Regions from separate parts of the Salmo salar genome. Here region 2 is linked to region 1. A link is a contact called in public Hi-C data. All regions are on one chromosome and are shown on one strand. Each heading gives the region's core, a stretch centred on a gene start, on an enhancer-like site or on the middle of the called end of the contact. The rest is flanking DNA. Distances are from core to core; before and after follow the strand shown. Region 1 holds the start of sumf1 (sulfatase modifying factor 1). Region 2 holds the start of LOC106565477 (class E basic helix-loop-helix protein 40).

Region 1 (6,838 bases), core at 2,325-4,824:
GTACAGTGAATCAAGAGGTTGTGAGTTCAAATCCCAGGTGAGGTCATGTTGAATAATAATTACTATGAAAATGCACAATGTGGGCCTCCCGAGTGGCACAGCAGTCTAAGGCACTGCATCGCAGTGCTAGAGGAGTCACTACAGACCTGGGCTGTATCATAACCAGCCGTGATCGGGAATCCTATAGGGCGGCGCACAATTGTCCAGGTTAGGGGAGGGTCTGGCTGGGGGGGGGCTTAACTTGGCTCATTGTGCTCTAGTGACTCCTTGTGGCGGACCAGACACCTGTAAGCTGACTCTCTGTTGTAAGTTGAATGGTGTTGCCTCTGACATTAGTGTGGCTGGCGGGTGGGTGTTAAGTTTGGTGGGTCATGTTTCGGAGGAGGCATGACTCAACCTTTGCCTTTTGGGGAGTTGCAGCGATGAGACAAGATTAAAAATAAATAAATTCACAATGTCAAATATGTACGTTAAAAGCACTGTGTGTGGTAATCCCTAACCTTGCCAAAAGACAAAAAGATATGAATGGATAAGTGGTCCACCAATCAGGACCTTGATCGGCTCAGCAACTGTAACAATGGGGGGGGGGACAATCCTGACAACTGATACACAGCAACCTTCCCATGAAAAGTGTCTAGAACATTAATATCTTATATTCTGAGAACATGGCAACCATGTTCTGTGTATGTTTAGTTTGACGTTGATGGAATATTCTCCTAATCCACAGAAAACTGGACACATGCACGTTCTTCAACGTTACCATGAAGTGTGTCTAGAACATGAATATCTTATATTGTGAGAACATTGTAACCATGTTCTGGGTATATTCTATTTGACACTCAGGAAATGGTCTCTTGGAAACATTCATTGCACGTCACAGGAACATTCCTATGACAACATTAGTTAATTACCTAATGAGGCCCGTAAGGGAACATTCTCTCAAGTTGTGGGAAAGTTTGTTGTTAGCTGAGGAGAAATACCAGAGAGGGAGGTAGCAGGAAGATTTGCATGGGGCCAGGCACTATCTGATGCTCCAGCCTGGTGTGTGTGTGTGGGGTAAACAGTTAATGATTAGGAGAGGCAGAGAGAAACAGGAAGGCCATGCACCTGTGGTTATTAGACCTGCTCTGGGCTATATGGTGGAGGGAGTGACAGACCCATCAGTTCAACAAATTCTATGGTGTCACTGTGTGTTATTGTAACACTGACCCAGGCTGGATTACAATCAGGGTTGGATTCAATCCCCTTTCAATTCAGTCAATTCAGGGAAGTAAGTGAAAACAGCCCATTACTTTCTATTGGACTTGGACTGAATTGTAAAGGAAGTTACCCCAAGTCTGGTCAGTGGTTAGAATACAATGTATGACATCTTGGGATGACACATGGTCTGGACTCTAGTAGTGCATAGTTACTGTACTGCAGGTTTTACAGTGCCCAGTGAGTAAAGCTGTGTCCTATGCTGTGTTTAGACCCTTAAGAGCCAGTCCTTACCATGCCCCCATGTCTCGTACATCACGAACAGTTAGGAAGCCTGGAAACTGAGGCTACTGACCACAGAAAACTGGACGCATGAATGTTCTTTTAACACTCCCATGAAACACATCTACAATATTCTTATCTTCAATTCTGAAAACATGGTAACCATGTTCTGGGTAAGTTATATTTGACACTCAGGGAATGGTCTCTTGGAAACATTCCTTGCACATCACAGGAACATTCATATGACAACATTAATTAATTACCTACCTAATGAGACTTAAGGGAATGTTCTCTAAATTTGTGGGAACATTTGTTTTTAGCTGAGGAGAGGTAGCAGGAGAGGTAGTAGGAGGATTTGCAGGGTGGTGCGGTCTGCCCAACTCATCACCGGGTGCAAACTACCTGCCCTCCAGGACACGATGTCACAGGAAGGCCAAAAAGATCATCAAGGACAACAACCACCCGAGCCACTGCCCGTTTACCCCGCTATGCTCCAGAAGGCGAGGTCAGTACAGGTACATCAAAGCTGGGACAGAGAGACTGAAAAACATAAATCTCAAGGCCATCAGACTGTTAAATAGCCATCACTAGCACAGAGGCTGCTGCCTATATACATAGACTTGAAATCACTGATCACTTTTAATAATTGGAACGCTAGTCACTTTTATAACGTATACATATTTTGCATTACTCATCTCATATGTATATACTGTATTCTATCCTATTATACTGCATCTTGGTCTGCCACTGACATCGCTCATCCAAATATTTATATATTCTTAATTCCATTCTTTTACTTTCAATTGTGTGTATTGTTAGATATTACTTGTTAGATATTACTGCACTGGTGGAGCTAGAAACACAAGCATTTCGCTACACACGCAATAACATCTGCTAAACACATGTATGTGTCAAATAACATTTGATTTGACCTGTCCAGGAAAAACTCCAGACTCTAACTATAGGCTGCCAATGGGGACTAGAGTTCTTCCTGATCATGTGGTTGGTAGAGAAAAACTCCTGGAACATGCTGCACCTACTGAGTCCCGACTCACATTGGTGACATTTCAGTATACAGAGTTCCTACTGTGCGAGTCTAGTAGCCTACACACATACGTATTATTTGCCTACACTGCAACATCCCCCAGGAGTGAGTATAATGAGGCTGATGTCAAGGCCTAGTTTCAGAGCAGTCATCTTAGAAACATACAAACTGCCGGCACAAATCCATATTTATCTATCTGTCTTCTTTCAAAACGGGATAGTGTATGACATCACTTGAACTTTACTGAGCTTCAGCACATCTATGGAACGAGTAGTCTACAGTTTGACCACTTGCGTTGCTTCAATTGTTCAATTATATTATATGTCATATCAGACTGCCAAAACCGTGTTTCTCATCGGGGGGGGGTTGTTTAATCAGCGTCGGTGCAGAAAATCATGACTGGCCGTTCATGAGGAGGCAGATACATTGTTGCGCTTCTTCCCTCGCCACAAGCAATACATATTTAAGATGCGGGGATGCTCCCGCAAACTGTACAGAGTTGTGGTCAACTTTACCTTCGCTGTGGTAAGAGGTTGGGAGCGACGCGCGAGGCTGGGTCAACGGGAGAGCATAGCAGCGATATACCGCTTTCAACTAATCCATAGGACGGAGATTCAGTCGGCGAGTAGAATCCAAAGATTTTTTTGACAGCTCAATCCAATCACCTTGCCTTCCGTTCGTTCGCTACATGAGCGCTCGTCCCCGCTTGAAGGTCTGTAAGTCCCTCAGAAAATTATATACCAGTACTGGTTTCTGGGAAATGTTGTTTCTTGAATTATTCCTTCGGATACTTAACAAAACAGAAAGCATATTTATGACTACAACTCCCAAAGTGTGGTGAGCATTGCGCGTTATTTAAAGAAACTTCTCCAAACTTTAGACACTGCTGGAGGAAATGCAATTCAAATTTAAATCAAGAACTATACACAAACATTATGACACACATTGTAAATCATGAGTATGCTGAAATGATAGCCTATATGTTTACGGTACAGAGTTGCAACCTTACAGTTATCAGCTGACTGATCACGTGATTGATAATGCGGAAGCATGGCTCTGTCCAAAAACAAGTGGTCTTGAGCTGAATGGTGCAACAATGTTGCTTTATTGTGTGTTTTTCTTATTTTACCTGAATGTCAAAGATGATGTGCTGTGTGTTCAAAGCAAGCCAGGACTCTCCGTCGGCGTAGAACCTGAGACGATCGTTCCGCTGGCGGCAGAGAGCTCGAGCTGTGGCTGCCACAACCTGAAGAGAGATGCAGTTGTGGATATCGAGAAGGAAAGCTCCATAATAACAGAAAACCCTTCTGTCAAATACTCGAAAAAGTCAAATGAAAGGCATACAGACACTCAGACGAATGGGGAAGAATCAGATACTCGTAGTCAGGTATTCTATCAAGCGTTCACATCGTTATAGAGATAACGTTAAATAGTAATGGACTCTTTATGTAGGCACTCACTCCGCAATGGTTCTTTGTACAAAGCCTATGAGGAAATTAATGGCGTTTTTGTAGGGTTTTTGGATTAACGCCGAAAATAAGGTCTGTAGTAACACAGGGTTAGGATATATTTTCCATTTTGTTATATAAGAGTCTTCAACAGCTAATTTTTTAAGGTCATGTTAACTGACTGATATTATCTCATAGAACAAAAAGTATAAGGTCTCCTATAAGAACACTCCGTCCAATGGCAAAATGTGTAGGATTGCACGAAATTAACTCTACGCAGACCCGCGAGCAACTGCTGCCGCTCATGATGAGTTACATTTTTTGTGGCCCCCACCCCCACCAAAGCTGCCCATCCCTGTTCTAAATATGTCTGTGTAGGTGGTGTCTGTACATAGTTCTGGTGTCTATCATATGGTTCTAGAACAATTTATGTTGTCTGTTGATGGTCCAGATGTGTGTCTGTTGATGGTCCAGATGTGTGTCTGTTGATGTTACAGATGTGTGTCTGTTGATGGTACTGATGTGTGTCTGTTGATGGTACTGATGTGTGTCTGTTGATGGTCCTGATGTGTGTCTGTTGTCTGTTGATGGTCCTGATGTGTGCCCGTTGTCTGTTGATGGTCCTGGTGTGTGTCTGTTGTCTGTTGATGGTCCTGGTGTGTGTCTGTTGTCTGTTGATGGTCCATATGTGTGTCTGTTGAGGGTCCTGGTGTGTGTCTGTTGAGGGTCCTGGTGTGTGTCTGTTGAGGGTCCTGGTGTGTGTCTGTTGAGGGTCCATGTGTGTGTCTGTTGAGGGTCCTGGTGTGTGTCTGGTGAGGGTCCTGGTGTGTGTCTGTTGAGGGTCCTGGTGTGTGCCTGTTGTCTGTTGGTGGTCCAGATGTGTGTCTGTTGATGGTCCAGGTGTGTGTCTGTTGATGGTCCAGGTGTGTGTCTGTTGAGGGTCCTGGTGTGTGTCTGTTGAGGGTCCTGGTGTGTGTCTGTTGAGGGTCCTGGTGTGTGTCTGTTGAGAGCCCTGGTGTGTGTCTGTTGTCTGTTGAGGGTCCTGGTGTGTGTCTGTTGAGGGTCCTGGTGTGTGTCTGTTGAGGGTCCATATGTGTGTCTGTTGATGGTCCATATGTGTGTCTGTTGGTGGTCCTGGTGTGTGTCTGTTGATGGTCCTGGTGTGTGTCTGTTGAGTGTATGTTGTCTGATGGCCCTGATGTGTATCTGTTGTCTGTTGATGGCCCTGATGTGTATCTGTTGTCTGTTGATGGTCCTGGTGTGTGTCTGTTGATGGTCCTGGTGTGTGTCTGTTGATGGTCCAGATGTGTTTATGTTGTCTGTTGATGGTCCAGATGTGTATTTGTTGTCTGTTGATGGTCCTGATGTGTGCCCGTTGTCTGTTGATGGTCCTGGTGTGTGTCTGTTGTCTGTTGATGGTCCTGGTGTGTGTCTGTTGTCTGTTGATGGTCCTGGTGTGTGTCTGTTGAGGGTCCTGGTGTGTGTCTGTTGATGGTCCTGGTGTGTGTCTGTTGATGGTCCTGGTGTGTGTCTGTTGAGGGTCCATGTGTGTGTCTGTTGAGGGTCCTGGTGTGTGTCTGTTGAGGGTCCATGTGTGTGTCTGTTGAGGGTCCTGGTGTGTGTCTGGTGAGGGTCCTGGTGTGTGTCTGTTGAGGGTCCTGGTGTGTGCCTGTTGTCTGTTGGTGGTCCAGATGTGTGTCTGTTGATGGTCCAGGTGTGTGTCTGTTGAGGGTCCTGGTGTGTGTCTGTTGAGGGTCCTGGTGTGTGTCTGTTGAGGGTCCTGGTGTGTGTCTGTTGAGAGCCCTGGTGTGTGTCTGTTGTCTGTTGAGGGTCCTGGTGTGTGTCTGTTGAGGGTCCTGGTGTGTGTCTGTTGAGGGTCCATATGTGTGTCTGTTGATGGTCCATATGTGTGTCTGTTGGTGGTCCTGGTGTGTGTCTGTTGATGGTCCTGGTGTGTGTCTGTTGAGTGTATGTTGTCTGATGGCCCTGATGTGTATCTGTTGTCTGTTGATGGCCCTGATGTGTATCTGTTGTCTGTTGATGGTCCTGGTGTGTGTCTGTTGATGGTCCTGGTGTGTGTCTGTTGATGGTCCAGATGTGTTTATGTTGTCTGTTGATGGTCCAGATGTGTATTTGTTGTCTGTTGATGGTCCTGATGTGTGCCCGTTGTCTGTTGATGGTCCTGGTGTGTGTCTGTTGTCTGTTGATGGTCCTGGTGTGTGTCTGTTGTCTGTTGATGGTCCTGGTGTGTGTCTGTTGAGGGTCCTGGTGTGTGTCTGTTGATGGTCCTGGTGTGTGTCTGTTGATGGTCCTGGTGTGTGTCTGTTGAGGGTCCATGTGTGTGTCTGTTGAGGGTCCTGGTGTGTGTCTGTTGAGGGTCCTGGTGTGTGTCTGTTGATGGTCCTGGTGTGTGTCTGTTGATGGTCCTGATGTGTGTGTGTGTGTGTGTGTGTGTGTGTGTCTGATGGTCCTAGTGTGTGCCTGTTGATGGTCCTGATGTGTGTCTGTTGATTTGTAAGTCGCTCTGGATAAGAGCGTCTGCTAAATGACTTAAATGTAAATGTAAAAAATGGTCCTGATGTGTCTGTTTGTAGATGTGTGTGTCTGTTGTCTGATGGTCCTGTTGTGTGCCTGTAGATGGTCCTGATCCCAGGAGGGGAGTTCCTGATGGGTACAGACAATCCTGGCATCCCTCAGGACGGGGAGGGTCCCCAGAGGAGGGTGCACCTGGACCATTTCTACATGGACGCTCATGAGGTCAGCAACCGCCACTTCCAGAGCTTCATCAATGCCACGGGCTACATCACTGAGGTAGGTTTTTAAAATGTAACTGACTTTATTGAGATTAGTCTTATTGATATTAAGT
Region 2 (6,838 bases), core at 2,092-4,591, 180 kb before region 1:
ACAGCATGTAGAAACCTCAACGGCAGCAGCATCTACGGGATTGCCACTTTTTTACATTTATACATTCAACCGTGTTTGTGTGTGTGTGTGTGTGTGTGTGTGTGTGTGTGTGTGTGTGTGTGTGTGTGTGTGTGTGTGTATCCAGATCCGTGGGGTCAATGTTGCACTCAGCACTCTGGTGGGGGTATAAAGTCAAACATTCAGAGAGGGTTAGGTAACAGGTTGAGCTGTCTTCCATCCACACATTCCCTCTTTCTTTTATTCTCTTTTTCTGTTCGCAGCTGTGGATTATGCTTCACCGGTCTGGGACCAGACCTTCTGCATGCGCTCTGTCTGTCTCCCTTCTGTCTTCTGACTTCTGGGATGAGGGATGAGGGGAGAGGGGTGGTGGTGGGTGATCTGACTGTCCGGTCATGTTCTCCTCCATGTACCCTTTCAGCATAGCAGTCTATGTTCAATAACACTTTTCTGTGTAAGTGTTCAGTGGTCTCTCAGTCTTTGGTTTCCAGGTTCATGGGAAGTACCTGCTTTAACACTTGGAGGAAGGCTGGGGAGTCCATGGGGCTTTGGGCTACGGTGGGGGGAGAGGGAGAGCGCCCCCTGGGGGACATCATGATCGAGGGAGAGGGGGCATGCCTGTCACTAGGCATACCCTGCACGGAGCCCCCCAGGCCAGGGTAAATCATGGGCATGGCCCCTGAGTACCAGCACTTCTCCAGCATGGGCAGATAGGCTGCGGCAGAGGGGGGGATGAGGTAGAAGGGCATGCAGAGGGGATGAGGTTGGGCCTGGTGAGGGGAGTAGGCGCTCATGTAGCTGCCGTGGCCGCTGGAGGACGATGAGGATGACTCTCCGCCCGAGAGAGACTCGTCCTCGGATGACTCGACCCGGCTGCGTTTGTGGCACGGCTCATCTTCCTGCTTAATGCAAAATGACGCCCTCTTTTCGCCCAGCGCCCTCTTCAGCTGTTTCTCCTGGCCGTAGTACCCTGCATGCGATGCCAGATGCTCAACCTGCTCGCCACCGTAGCCGCTGTCTGTGTCTGTATCACTGCCGCTCTGCTCGCCTCCCGCATGGGCATACCTCCGCTGGATGACGGGAACGCAGTTCTTCCCATGGCCTTCACTGGGCTTGGGGGGCTGGCCTGCAGGCTTCTCCCTGTGGGCCTGATGATGTTGGTAGTGGCTGGTGGTCTCTTCAGGCCGGGGTTTGCAGGGGCTACGGGGAGGACCCTGGAGGACCTCAGCGGACACCTTGTGCATGTGGTTGACCATGTGGGAGGATGTAAGGTCACCGTGACCCTCCTGGTTGACCAGGTACTGCAGCACCTCCTTGGCACAGACATGGAAGCCTGAGCGGAAGACCTCCTCACTGTTCTCCTGGCTGGAAGAGGACTGCTCTGTAGACAGGAATGAACAACACCACAAACACTGTCAAACACAGATCTACCACAATGCATTATTATGGAAACTACCAAACTACTTTCATCGTATTTGGACGATTCTTGTAAGTAATATATCTTATGGGTATAAATTCCCCTTCTACGCAACCACATCCAAACTAAACTTAGCAGTTATTCTGACTCAGTTCCTTATTATATTATTATGTAATTATAATGCAGTAGATGAGCAATGCACTGTGCTGCATTTGAGAATTTGTGAGGATGTGGTCTGCATCCAAATTGAAACTAGCCAAGGCAAGAGACCACAAGCTATATTTAAATTCACTGATTTGTATGCGCTTCTGCATAATCATCTTATTGTGTGTGTGTGTGTGTGTGTGTGTGTGTGTGTTTGCTTACCGATTTGCATGCCATTCTGCAGACTGAGGATTTTCTGCTGCTGGTTTTCCAGTAGAGTGGTTAGAGCTTTCACATGCTTGAGCGTGAGCTCCAAAACCACAGCCTTCTCCAGATGGCCAAGAGTCTATGGGAAGATCACACACTACTTTCAGCACGGGCTCATCTCTTATGGATTACTAACACACACATGCACACAAACTTGCTCAACAACAACAATCAAAAGCAATAACTAAGTAGATCTACTCAAATACAAAAGTGTAATGTGTAATATTACATTCTTTAATCATTAAAAATACTAATCTGAGGAAATGTGTTCAATTTTAGTTAACATCTCAAAGATGCCATTTGTATTCACATTCATTAATTTAAAATTCCTTTACAGGTCTCACCTGTTAGTCAGGCTGTCACCATAACCTGAAGTACCACCAAGCAACCACTTGATCGCGCCTTAGCCAACATCTACAAGCAGAGAACTGTAGCCAAGTAATGTACTACTTCAAGATAAATAGGAACTTACTGTAAGTTTCAGGTGCTCGGGCAATAAATCTTTCAACTGAGCGATGCACTCGTTTATCCTGTCACGCCTTTTCTTCTCGATAAGTCGATGAGGCAGTTTGTAGGTTTCCTAAAGGCAGGAGTGACATTGAGGTTATATAACAACCTCAGCAGTTTGACAAGCAGCACTGTGAACAGTAACATGGACTCCCAAGGATTACATCATATGGGAAAATAGGTCACCACATGATGTGAATGATCAGGCCAACTAATTGATCTAAATAAATCAATGTTTCAATAGCATTGTATATAATCATAATATTCTTCTATTGTAATCATATTTACAAACAGTTAATTAAGTGAATAAACAGCAATATTGTTTCTATAAAAAAAAGATCTAAAATATCAACCAACCTTGCTGTCATCTCCTCGTTTCATTCCCCGACGGGATTTGTATACATACATAGGGAAATCCATCCTAAAGAAAACCAGAAGACAGTCAATGAGATGTGGGTTTGGTGAGGTTGCGCACTCAATGTCAGGAGACGCGAATGTATGCCACTATGAAGAGGGCAAGCATGGCATACGGCACAAGAAGAATCATCTGCAACTTACCCTTGCATGTCAGACAGCTCAGCCTGCTGGTGCTTGGTGGTGGGTTGCGCACTTGGAATCCTTTCCATTTCCATTTTCTTTAAGCTACTCCAAATGACGCAGGAAAGGGAAAGCTTGTTTTTCCAATGTTTTCACTCAAGAATGCATATGAAATTTAATGGAAGTAAATAGTCCGTGAAATGTTTCACAAAAATATTTCAGTATTTCCTCCAATTTGTAGAGATAAGTAATCTCTTTTACATTTGCATTGTTGTTGTTATGATTATTTATCGCATAATGGGAGCAGTGTCCCGGAGATCTCCACGTAGTCAGTCAAGAGGGAGTCCCGCAGATGCACTAGTCTTGGTTGCGCGTTGGGAAAGTGGGGGAGGACAGAGCTACGTGTTAAATAAACCCCTGACTCTCGCTCGCAATGACCTACCTCTGTCACATGAGTCTCACGTTTTGGACGGCGCTGTCTTCTCGGACTGCCCATTTTCTACTGATAATGAGGATCTGGGGGCGGACGTCGGCGCCACGTCACACCGGAGGGCTGAATCCCGCGTCCAGTGTACCTGGCTAATATAGCCAGGCTAGTAGCTACACAAAACACAGAGCTACGCATCTCCCCAATAATGCTCAGCAGGTTCCACTACTGACAAGACATCATGCCATTAATAATAATATTGATATGGGAATAACTTTGCAAATATTGGGGAGTTTAAAATTGATAATATCTTATCCCAATCCGTTTATTTAGGCTATATCATCCATGGGACTCATCCACCTGTTGCATCATACACGACACAATTTAGCCATAACTTTATAAAAAATAATTCAATTAACGATTAATCATGTAATTCACAATTACAATGCATTATTAAATTATCATACTCTAACTTGTACCTCTTCACTGTGATAAGTTAATATAACTATGGCATAGGGTTTTATAATAGGGGGCTTGCCATTTACCTTGTGTAATCCTTAAAAATAGTAATGTAAGGCTATATTAAGTTATTTCACCATATAAACGCATTGGCTGAAAGAATGAACTGAAAATGCAAGATAGGTCCTATCATTGAAAGAGAACGTGCGTAAAAACTGAGTAAAAGTGCATGTGATGCCACAATGTCAAATGTTGGAAATGTAGGCTAGCCCTATTATTAATGGTTAACTTGGAATGAATCCATAGATTCATAGGCCCACAATTTAACATTATAATTCAATGTAATAGCCAACATATTTTTTGTAAATTATAAATTATCCTTCAAGCATGCAGTATAATTGATAACCTCTGATATTTTGTATTAATTATTTTTGCATTAGGAGGACCCGGTTGAAAGAAAGTGCACCTGCTTGAGACATTTATTTTTATAAGCGATCTCATTGCTTAGAGACAACCAGACTAATTGTGTGAAGGGCCATAATGTTATTTCGCGCCATCAGAACCATCTGCTAGTTCAGACTGGAAATATGTCTGAAGACTGGCTGCTTTGTTATCAAGTGTGTCACACCCGTTGTCAAATTGATCTCATGGCCTCACCCGCCCCTGTGCGCTAAGGGCACATTTGCTGTAGGCTACTCCACTAGCAGCATATTACCTAGCTGGCTAAAAACAGCAAGAAAGCTAGCCTATTAGCTTCCCACATCTCCCCATGTGAAAGAATCAGATTTATAATTAAATAATGTGCCCGAGCAAATATTATTTACTTGCCAGCAGTTTTTAAGGCCTAGTACTCAAGAAGAGTCCGTGCTCGAGACCACATATGGTCAGTGTTGCCATGTTCGCAGTTTTCCTGACAAATTGGGCTACTTTGAAAACGATGTTGCAGGTTTTTGGGCTATTTCTAAGTTGCACCACGGCCGCCATGGCATTTTCTCTTAAAACATATGTATTTCACTGTGACCTGCTACTGACTGTCAGGCAGTGCCGCATGCTGTTGCTGAGTGAGTGACTGGTGGGTAGGGCCAGAGGTGTTTGTGTGTGTGTTGAGAGAGCACTACAGTTATTGACTGAGTCACATGAGCGAGAGGAGCCAGAGAGATATCTATTGGGTGAAATACCACAGTGTGCAATCTCAGCAGCAAGACTTGTGACCTGTTGCCACAAGAAAAGGGCAACCAGTGAAGAACAAACACAATTGTAAATACAACCTTTATGTTTATTTATTTTCCCTTTTGTACACACCTATTTGCACATAATTTCAACACTGTATATTTGAAATGTCTTGATTCTTTTGTAAGTTCAATTTTTTATTGTTTATTTCACAATAAAAAAAAGTGATGTAACCTTTATTTAACTAGGCAAGTCAGTTAAGAACAAATTCTTATTTACAATGACGGCCTACCCCAGATGACGCTGGGCCAATTGTGCGCAATTCTATGGGATATCCAATCACAGCTGGATGTGAAACAGCCTGGATTCGAACCAGGGACTGTAGTGACGCCTCTTGCGCTGAGATACAGTGCCTTAGACCGCTGTGCCACTTGTGAGCCAAGTGTTTATTATCTATTTCACTTGCTTTGTCAATGTAAACATATGTTTCACATGCCAATAAAGCCCCTTCAATTGAATTGAGAGAGAGCGGTTGTGACAACTTTTTACTAGTTGTAGGTGGGCTACAAAGATTGTCATTATGGAGACACCTATTTACAACCCTTTTTCCATAAAACATAAAAATAATAATACGCTAGAACTAAATAAATAATGGAGACAAAGCACTGGAAAATGACTTTTGGCGCACTAGAGTGCATTACATAAATTCACTCAGAGGTGGTTTAAACTGCATTCTAATGTTGACTGCTTAAAGAAAATGGTATTAAGCAAAGGGCTTTATGCATGGTCAGTTCTTGGGTCTCGGGGTCAGCCCGAGAGGAAATTTGAAATGGAAGTTATGGAACTCCCTCGCGTTATCTCGGCTCAGGAAAAGACCCAGATGCAGACAGTTCGAATAATGGACATTTATTATATAAACAGGGGGCAGGCAAAGGACAGGTCAAAGCCAGGCAGGGGTCGGTAGTCCAGGGCAGAGTCCGTAAGGTACAGAGCGGCAGGCAGGCTCAGGATCGGGGGCAGGCAGAGGTCCGTAATCCAGGGTCAGGGCAGGCAGAATGATCAAAACCGGGAAAACAGGCTCAAGGAAACAGAAGTACGAAAAACACGCTGGTAGGCTTGACGAGACAAGATGAACTGGCAACAGACAAACAGAACACAGGGGACAATGGGGAAGATGGGCGACACCTGGAGAGGGGTGGAGACAAGCACAAAGACAAGTGAAACAGATCAGGGTGTGACACACGTGGTTGGTTTTATGTGGAACAATATCACTGGAGTCATTGCAAATCAATTTGTGCAACTTGTGTAGCCTACCGAGACCTGGCAAACCAATTGAATAAATAGCCTACAACAGTTTGTTGTTGTAGCCTTGTGTTATCATGAACACATTAGATTGACAGTAACAGTCAGATTAAGGCCTCGCTATTCATTCATAAATTAGTCTGCTAATTTGAACTACAGGCTACTGTAGACTATCTGAAATTAGATGTAGGCCTCTCAGGGGATATAGGCTACCTGCCTTTAGCTAAGCAAACTATGGCAAAATGCAACTACAATCATAAACCCAGATTTTAGTCTGTAGCCTATGCCTATTGAAATGACAAGTCAATCTCTCAAATGGGCCATTTATACGGTTTGTAGTCTTAACATATGGGACATAATAACGGTGCAATTGCCAGAAAATAGCCTAACATGAGTTTTTTTATGTTCATCCAAGTGTTCCTTCCTCAGAGATTTCGAGATCCTCTGTCCAACTTTCATCACTCAAACTCTCCTGTGGGATTTATGTATAGTTATTCACATGCGCAAAGGGGATTCATTTAGATTTATAAACCTTGTTCGAGCCTGTAACGGTCGTCGTACGTAATGGACCAAGGCGCAGCGGGTTGAGT

What was found. Hi-C and Micro-C count contacts between places; a contact is called where the count stands out from the background.
Region 2: a Hi-C map of gill shows a contact between it and region 1, with 4 times the contacts expected there. The contact joins the promoter of LOC106565477 here to the promoter of sumf1 in region 1. A contact is called at or near these places in 2 of 3 Hi-C or Micro-C datasets (blood and gill).

Annotation. Positions count from the first base shown.
Region 1 is chrssa12:63,024,549-63,031,386 of Ssal_v3.1, reverse strand. It overlaps sumf1 (sulfatase modifying factor 1), which reads left to right and starts at 3,574. Exons shown (of 9, transcript NM_001140135.1): 1 at 3,574-3,911; 2 at 6,610-6,783. The coding sequence starts at 3,621. LOC106565476 (inositol 1,4,5-trisphosphate receptor type 1) reads right to left here and starts at 3,267. Exons shown (of 58, transcript XM_014132698.2): 1 at 3,040-3,267.
Region 2 is chrssa12:63,206,655-63,213,492 of Ssal_v3.1, reverse strand. It overlaps LOC106565477 (class E basic helix-loop-helix protein 40), which reads right to left and starts at 3,341. Exons shown (of 5, transcript XM_014132699.2): 1 at 2,912-3,341; 2 at 2,711-2,774; 3 at 2,319-2,426; 4 at 1,802-1,925; 5 at 1-1,399. The coding sequence starts at 2,985. The coding sequence ends at 492.